Regions from separate parts of the Zea mays genome. Here regions 1 and 2 are each linked to region 3. Evidence: chromatin contacts called from public ChIA-PET and Hi-C data. All regions are on one chromosome and are shown on one strand. Each heading gives the region's core, a stretch centred on a gene start, on an enhancer-like site or on the middle of the called end of the contact. The rest is flanking DNA. Distances are from core to core; before and after follow the strand shown.

Evidence for each region. Hi-C and Micro-C count contacts between places; a contact is called where the count stands out from the background. ChIA-PET counts read pairs in DNA pulled down with a chosen protein or histone mark.
Region 1: a Hi-C map of leaf shows a contact between it and region 3, with 7 times the contacts expected there. The contact joins the promoter of LOCLOC100383387 here to the promoter of LOC100193694 in region 3. A contact is called at or near these places in 2 of 25 Hi-C or Micro-C datasets (leaf and tassel).
Region 2: an RNA polymerase II ChIA-PET map of seedling shows a contact between it and region 3, with 4 times the contacts expected there. The contact joins the promoter of LOC100273352 here to the promoter of LOC100193694 in region 3. A contact is called at or near these places in 7 of 25 Hi-C or Micro-C datasets (bundle sheath, ear, endosperm and 2 more) and 1 of 3 datasets of contacts at active chromatin or transcription factors (seedling).

What each region holds. Positions count from the first base shown.
Region 1 is chr4:237,777,347-237,780,046 of Zm-B73-REFERENCE-NAM-5.0, forward strand. It overlaps LOCLOC100383387, which reads right to left and starts at 1,343. Exons shown (of 10, transcript NM_001176042.1): 1 at 1,039-1,343. The coding sequence starts at 1,101.
Region 2 is chr4:238,158,256-238,160,955 of Zm-B73-REFERENCE-NAM-5.0, forward strand. It overlaps LOC100273352, which reads right to left and starts at 1,334. Exons shown (of 1, transcript NM_001159432.1): 1 at 350-1,334. The coding sequence starts at 1,329. The coding sequence ends at 724.
Region 3 is chr4:237,919,986-237,922,685 of Zm-B73-REFERENCE-NAM-5.0, forward strand. It overlaps LOC100193694, which reads left to right and starts at 1,268. Exons shown (of 15, transcript NM_001358863.1): 1 at 1,268-1,611. The coding sequence starts at 1,476.

The DNA.
Region 1 (2,700 bases), core at 93-2,592, 140 kb before region 3:
CACAATAAATATTGTACTGAGGAATGATTTGACTGCCGGCTCACAAGCATACCATTGGAAGTTATTAGAGAAATCCACATCGAAAAGGGGCTTGTAAACTACACTTAAAATTTTTCACCCGTTTACTCAGGCACTAGTCCAAACTGAATAGAATCTTCCTACGGCAAACGAGTTTCAGGTAAACGTTTTTTTTGTGTTAAAATTAGCAACAGCAAAAACAAAAGCCGCGCACTGCTTTTGTTTATTATATTACTCCACTAATTAAGAAACACAGTAGGTGGCCAATTTCCAAAGCTGTCGGTCGTTCGCCGAGTAAGAAACCGCTCCACGTTGAACCACTACCAAACAAATAAGAACTAGACAGTTTAAGAACCCCGGTTGAAACAAGAGACACAAGGGAAGTGGTGGTTAGAACACCGAATCAGCACGCAAGAGCGCCGGGCCAGAACCTTTAGCGCTAAAATCGTGTGATAAAGGCGTCGTGGTGGTGGTGGTGAGTTGGTGACGCGGAAGCGAGGGATCCACCATCTCGGAGACGGAGCTAAAAGGTAGGCGGCTGCTGCTGCTGCTTCAGCGGAGAGCAGACGAAATGCAGCTTCACGAATCGCGGGTCGCAAGAGCAAGCGGGGGTGGGGTGGGGGGGCGGCCTTGCCAAGATTCCGCGTCGTGGGCTGCTGTCTGATTGTTTTATAGGGCCACAGTAAAAAAAGATGAATCCATGAGCAAGAACGAAAGAACGTGCTGAAGCTGAACCGACCAAATGCCGCAACAGAGACGGAAACGCAATGCGACGAGACACACGAAATACGATTACGACCGGGGGGGGGGGGGGGGGGGCACGAAATTTCAAGGGCCCAATCCCTTCTCCCTCCCTCCCAAACCACCAGCAGATACCACCCACCGAGAGGGCGAGAGCCGAGAGGACGAGACCCAACGCTAGCAAGAACAGGAGAGAGGAAAATTCGCATGGGAGCGCTGGAACAGCCGAGAAACAAAGAATCGGAGCGGAGGAGGAGGGGGGGGGGACGTTGTGCGGACCTTGCCGCCAAAGGAGATGCGCTCGACGTCGACCGACACGACGGAGCCGCCGGAGTCCCCCATCTCGGGCGCCGCCTCCCCTCGACGCCTCAGAGGAGAGATGGCTGGTCCGGCCTGCTCTGCTCAGGCCCGGCCCCTCCTCTTCCTCCCTATAAATTGCCTCGTGCGCCCCTTTCTCCCCCCGTCTTCTTCGCCTGTGTTGCCGTCGCTTATAAACGACGGAAGGAAGCAAGGGGGAGGACGAGCCAGGCGCGCGGCCTCCCTCCCTCTCCTCTCATTGTTGCCTTTCGGGGCGGAGGACTGCCCTTTCACTGTTCTATATTCGCTCCGCCATTCCTGCACTTCCCTATTATTGCATCCCAGCCCAGCCCACCCGTTGCACATTTGACTGCTCGCTTCATTCGCCATGTTAAACAGTCCACCATCCCTATCAAAGACGGTAGCACTCCATCCTATATGTAATAGAGAGATTCTTTCTACGCTCATTTATCTATTTTAATATTTTAAACAACAGTTTTAGTAAAACTAAAATATATACAAAGAGTATAACAAATAAGTATACAAAAAAATTAAAATAAAATATGTCTTTAATATAGATATTTACGTATAGAGGGAGATGTATAGGATGTTGCTGGAGAGAAATGTGATATATAGAGGAAAAAATCATTTGAGAAGAATGTAAAGAACAGATATAGAAGATAATACTGGAGACATTGTGACTAGCTAGTGCATAGGACAAAACTAGCATATAGCAAGTTGTTATTATTAATAAAAAATGATAAATGCTTAGTCCAAACAAAAATATGCGAGTTGCCATGACTACACCACCGTAGGGTTCGACGGTTTTTATGGTGGTAGAAATAGGCTTTTTGGAGAGCCTACGACGATGGTGGTGGTCAAGACAATGACGGAGGGTGGTGGTTGCCATGACTACATCGTACATCAGGGTTCGAGAGTTTTCGTGGTGGTAGAAAGAGGCTTTTTTGGAGAGTGTATGACACCAACAGCGACAGTGGTCAAGACGACGATAGAGGTGTAAGCGGTGGAAAGCCACCCATGAAGCAACGGAAAAAGTCAATTTGACGACGCATATGTGGTAGGAGCATTGGTCAAAAGAGGAGGAGAGTGAGTTTAACATAGTCGTAGAGGTGTAGATGCATCGTCCTAAATCGGGAAGTTTTGGAGGTGAGGGCGCTTTTTGTGTTGAATCTAAAAAAGAGGAGGCTTAGATGGAGGTGGTCACAGTCAAGGGTGATGACTGAGACGACAGGGCAGATGCAACGGTGTTGACAGTGTGAGGCGATGGCATGGGCTGTGTGGAAAGGAGAGGATAAAATGTACATGTCAAGCCCTTTTAACATACACGTGTGACGGGTGGACGATATATAGTGGGTCCCTAATATTTTTTCCTTAAAACTAAATTATTGCAAATATATTCTTTAAAGTGAAATAAATAAATAAATAATAAGCGGCACCTAGGATATCTTCTAGTATATCATTTTATCGCTCTAGCTTTAGTACTATAGCCACACTATATCAAGTAGCCAAAGAAACTTAAGTTGACTGAAGTCCTAGCAGATAAGGCCTCAAATATATTATGTTTTTTTGGAACATGTGTTTCCCTAGCCAAATGCATTTGACTTAACGCTCAAACAATGTCCC
Region 2 (2,700 bases), core at 84-2,583, 240 kb after region 3:
TCTGAATCCTACTGTGACACCCCCGTTCCATTTGCGGTATATATGTGCTGCCACAAATTCAGACCTTCTTCCTGACACGTATGATGCTGCGTCACTGTTTAGTATGGCAGCAAAACAAACTAGGGGTTGATTTGATGATCATGAATCCTAATCCTCTTGCTATTTAAATTTGAATAGTAAGGGTATTCCTCCCCCACATGTCTCTGATCACCAAATCAGTCTAGAGCACTAGACGATGGAGGAGCAGGTCAGGATTTGATCACTTCACCGGCTTCTGAGATACAGTTACAATAGTGAATCCGAAGCCGGCCTTTTCAAAGAGGCCATCAACAGCAGTCTTGCCTGTAGTAGTAGTAATAATTTACAGAAATCTTATTCTATACACACATATATACATACGCAGCACCTATATTTACATAGACCAGAGTCCAGATATCTGTTCTGTAAAGAGGAGTAGGACACCCACAGCATGAACTTCCTCCTTCCCTCACAAGACACGAGATCACTCACCAAGAGAAGAAGCTCCACAGCTCATGCTAGTATGCTACTACATACAACCAAATCCATCTCCTAAAGATTAAAAAAACTCCTAACTCCAAGAACAAGTAACAGGAGGTACTGGTGCGGCGGTGGGCATGCAGTGCACCAGCTCATATGGTAGACCGTACCGTAGTAGTACCACTCCGATAGGCCGGTGGGCACGGCGATGGAGCTGGCGATCGATCACCACCAGCCGTAGGCCGCGCCGGAGCACTTGCCCTTGATCCAGCTGACGCCGCGGCGCACCGACTCCCGGACCTTCCCTTCCACGCCGTACGTCTTGTACACGACCAGCCGCCGCCGCTGCACCTCGGCGTCGTCCGCCCCCGCCCGCAGCTTCCTCCTGGGCGCCGGGACCGCGCCGGCGGTGTCGTCCATCGCGGCGAAGGACGGGGCGTACCCCCTCAGGTTGACGGAGCGGCGGTTGGCGGAGGTCCAGTTGGTGACGCTGCCGGAGCGCTTCAGCTGCCCGCCGGTATCGGCCAGGGTGGGCCCGTAGGAGGCCGCGTAGGAGGCGCTGTAGGAGCGCAGGTTCAGCCCCGGGGCGGCCCGGCCACCGGCGGCGGCGGTGGGGCCGCTCTTGGTGCTCCCGGCCCGCTGCACGGGCGGCGGCGCCGGCGGCGTGCTCCACGAGCTCACGCTCCTGGCGCGCTGCACCGTGGACGGCGCCGCTGTCGTCGGTCGCTCGTAGGAGGCGCTGTAGCTCCGGAGGTTCATCGCCCCCGCCCCCGCCCCGGCGCCGTACTGGCTGCCCCTCTCCGCGCACGACAACGACCTCTCCATTGCCATCCCACTCTTTCTCTCTCTGCGACAACGGACAAGCAAGCAGCGCGAGGAGAGGAGGGGCGGGAGGCCGCCTCTTTATGATGGCCGGGTAGCCAGGTGGCCCGGGAGGCGTAGAGCAGCCCGTGAGAGGCTGGCTTTCTGAGCCGTCGGATGCAAGAACCTGCGTGCTATCGACGGTTATTAGTATCCGTCCTGCAAGCTGTCGGATAGGAGAATTGGCAGCTGAGATGGGTGGGGGACGGTGCTGCTCAATTCTTCGTCGTGGCGATTTATGTGACATTTAAAGGCTGTCGATTCGGGATTTTTGTTCGGCTTCATTGCCAGCTGCCCTAGACCCCTAGCGCATCGTCGAGCAAGAAGCTAGAATAGTAACTGCACCTTATCCTTTTGCTCCCTGCACATCCAAATTATAACAAAATTCTTATGAACCGATAAGGGCTTGATCATAATATCTACAATCTGAACCTTATGAAACGACCCGCACACCAAGTTATTGAGTGGAGACATGATCGGATGATCATATACAAAGTAATAATCGACATCCACGTGTTTAGAGAACCGATAAAATATGAGGTTGGCACAAAAATAGGTGACTGATGTTATTGTCACACCCGTATTTAAAGCGAAATCCAGATACATCTCATATGTGCGTTATAATCAAGTCCACACATATAATGACTCGGTGTATAGAGACGAATATCATAATCTTTATTACATTACAAGAATGTATTACAAAATAGCTAATGATAAATTAAATTGAACTAAGATAACTATCTCGACGACGCCATAGTTGACTAGGAGACGACGCCTAGATATTATAGGTCAATTGCTAACTTTGAGCTACATATTAGGCACTAAAAATGGATGACTTTGACTCTTTAGGACATGAAATATTATTAAGATGCATAATCAACTAAACAACTTGAGACGAGGGGTAACTAACATAAGCATGTTATTGGGTGCGACTGGTAGATCAACCAATTAGGGTTTGTTTGAGGGTGGCACCATCATATTGTTTGAGAGAGTACATGCCTCCATCATAATGCCCCTCAAGAAGACTTATCCATGTTAATGAATCCTTTTATAGAAAAAGACATAGATAAAATTCAAAATAAACATTGATATCACCTGAGAAATTGTGGACAGAGATGTGTTTGGCAATGTCGAGTGTCGGTGCTTTGGGTCCGACCGCACACCCGGGGTTGCCCCTCAAGGTGTTTTTAGGAGTAGGACGGTGTCGCCGACTGTAGCTAAATGGTTCGTGCCGGATGCACGAGGAACAATGGACAATGTTTACAGGTTTGGACCGCTTGGAGATGCGTAACACCCTACATCCTGGTGAGAATGTTTTACGTGGTGGATTACAAGGGAGCT
Region 3 (2,700 bases), core at 18-2,517:
GTTTAGAGAGTTTTTAAAGAACTAGAAAAGATGTTATATTATCTTCAACAACTTACTCAAGATATATTTTATTTTATTTTATTTTATTTTATTTTATTTAAGTTTATAAACATTATATTCTATCTTATATTTTCTATCCTATCATATCTATACTATACTTAAAGCACCAGTTTCAACGGTCGTCCTGCGTCATCTTTTTACAAATAACCCCTCACAACTATTTTAAATTAATCCACTGCACGTCTATAGATGGCCAAACGACGCCCAGCACGGGCCGCACGCGGGCGACAACTATGGCCCAGGCACGTCATGCCGGCCTACTGACTGTGTCGGGCCAGCCCGTTAGCCCGTCGGCCCATTTAATTAAATCAGCGTAAAATGTTAAAAACGGTGTAGGAGGTGGGGTTCAAACCCATGCCCTGATGGAAGAAGGATATGAGATACTGGTTGAATCTGTCTAACCAGTAGAACATCATGCTAAGATGTTTTTACTATTGAATATAAATTGTATATATGTATATACGTTTTTTGTAAAATAAAAAAATAATCGTGTCGGGCCAGGCTAGCACTACACGCCGAGGCTACAGCCCAAGCACGACATGACGTTCTTGGCTCTTACAAACATTAGGTCGTTTCTGAGACCACATTGGCGCAATGGACTACATGTTGTTTGAGGTTGCTGAATTAGATGGAGCAACAATGATTTGTCACACTAACGACAAAATGAAAGAGTATTTGTTGGTTTTAAGCGTTAGTAATTGCTACGAATTAGCATAATTTATATGTAGCACATCAAATTTTTATTGATGTCTGACTTTAGCAATCACTCCATATTTTGATCTATCTTTTTTATAAGTTTGACTTCATGTGATTTATTTTAGAAACTTGAGCTCACAAACTTTCTCTTATTCGGTCTTTGTATGGTGGAATTATGTTATTTTATAATATTTATTCGTCCAGTCAGTCGTTGTGAACTCTCTTCTAATCGCTCACTTCATTAGCCTTGTTGTACCAAAACATATTGTATGGAGTAAACAATAACATCAGTTAGCCAAATAAAAAAATATCATATAAAGAGTGGAGACAATCAATAAAAATCTTGAAATTTTTTTTGATGAATAATTTACGTGAATGTTGTTGTAAGTCGTCGAAACGCACGAGCAACTGACTGGTTTAACTTTATAAACAAGGTAACATTGTATGTATGAAATAGTGTTTTGGTATCGATACGGTAAACACGGCGCCCCCGCTCGCACGCTCCTTCCCACTCAGCAGCAGCACGCGCTCTGCTCCCCACGCCAGCACGCCCGAGCCCCGAATCGAGTCCCCTACCCCATCGATCCCCGCCGCCCGCCTTTCCCCGCCGCCCGCCTTTCCCCTACCCAGCTCTCGGGGACCTTCTCTCCCAGCCCGAGATCCCTCCCCACCGAGATCCCGCGCCGCCATGGTGTCGTGACGGCGGCGGAGGCGGCGTCATGGAGCGGGAGCCCAAGTCCCCCGACGACCGCCCTGAGCCCGCTGCGGCGGCGGCGCAGCCGCAGCCGCAGCCGCTGGAGTGGCGGTTTGCGCAGGTCTTCGGCGAGCGCGCCGCGGGAGAAGATGTGCAAGATGGTAATAAATTCAACCGGCCGCTGGCCTCTTCGGATCGGCCCAGTACCGTCGTTCCCTCGCGAGATTTGGTCGGTCCGGTGTGTTCCGGAGAGGTTTAGCGGAACCATCCCTTTCGTCGCCACGGGTGTCCGGGGATCGCCGGGGGTTCCTTGGGCCGCTAAACCCAATGGGTCGTGGCTGGCTTTTACGGTGGTTTGGGTGTTGAAGCGTTTGACTTGTTCGAGTCGGAGGAAGTGCTATGCGCAGTGTCTTAATAGGGATTCAGGACTGTTTATTACTCCTTACACCTCGACATGTTGAGGTTTCTCTACTGTGTCTGGTTCGAGCAACTACTTCATGTGGTGGTCTTTGTCGTGTAATTTAGCTCCAACAGATCGGTACTCTGGTAGTTGTGCTTCAGTATTTGGCAAATGTCTATATGTGTTGGGATATGCATTAAAGTTAGAAAGCAGAATGGATTTATTGAAAATATTGCCGTTGTTATATAGGTGTGGCAGTGGAGGGTCCAAAAGCTAAACTTTTTTTCATAATTTGTTGAGGGCTTCTGGTAGTTGATTTTCATTTCCTCGAGGTTTTCATTAGCTCATGGGATTATCTAGCAGATAATATATGCGCTTCTGGCATCTGTCTACCGTAGTTTTAATCTTTAGAAACTTTTTTTTGTAGCTGGGGCTGTCATTGCTTTTATGCTGATGCCTTGGAGGGTCTTAAACTTAAACCTTTTTTCATAATTTGTTGAGGACTTGGGGTTGTTGATTTTTGTTTCCTCGAGATTTTTGCCTGCTCTTGGGATTATCTTGGCAAATGATTTATGAGCTTTTGGCTTCTGTCTACAGTATTTCAATCTTTTGAAAACTTCTGTTTGTAGCTTGAGGCTGTCATTGCTTCTGATCTGTATGCCTTCTGTAGTGTCCTTTTAAGCTTAAGCTGTCTCTTAACATTCTGAGCATTTCATATTTGGTAGGGTTCAGAAGTGTGCCAAGTGTACAAACAATCTGTCAGTTTACCTGACTTCCTCCGGATCATTTACTAAATATAGGCATGCACGTATTGCAATATATTGACTTTTCATGTGGATTTTCAGTTCAT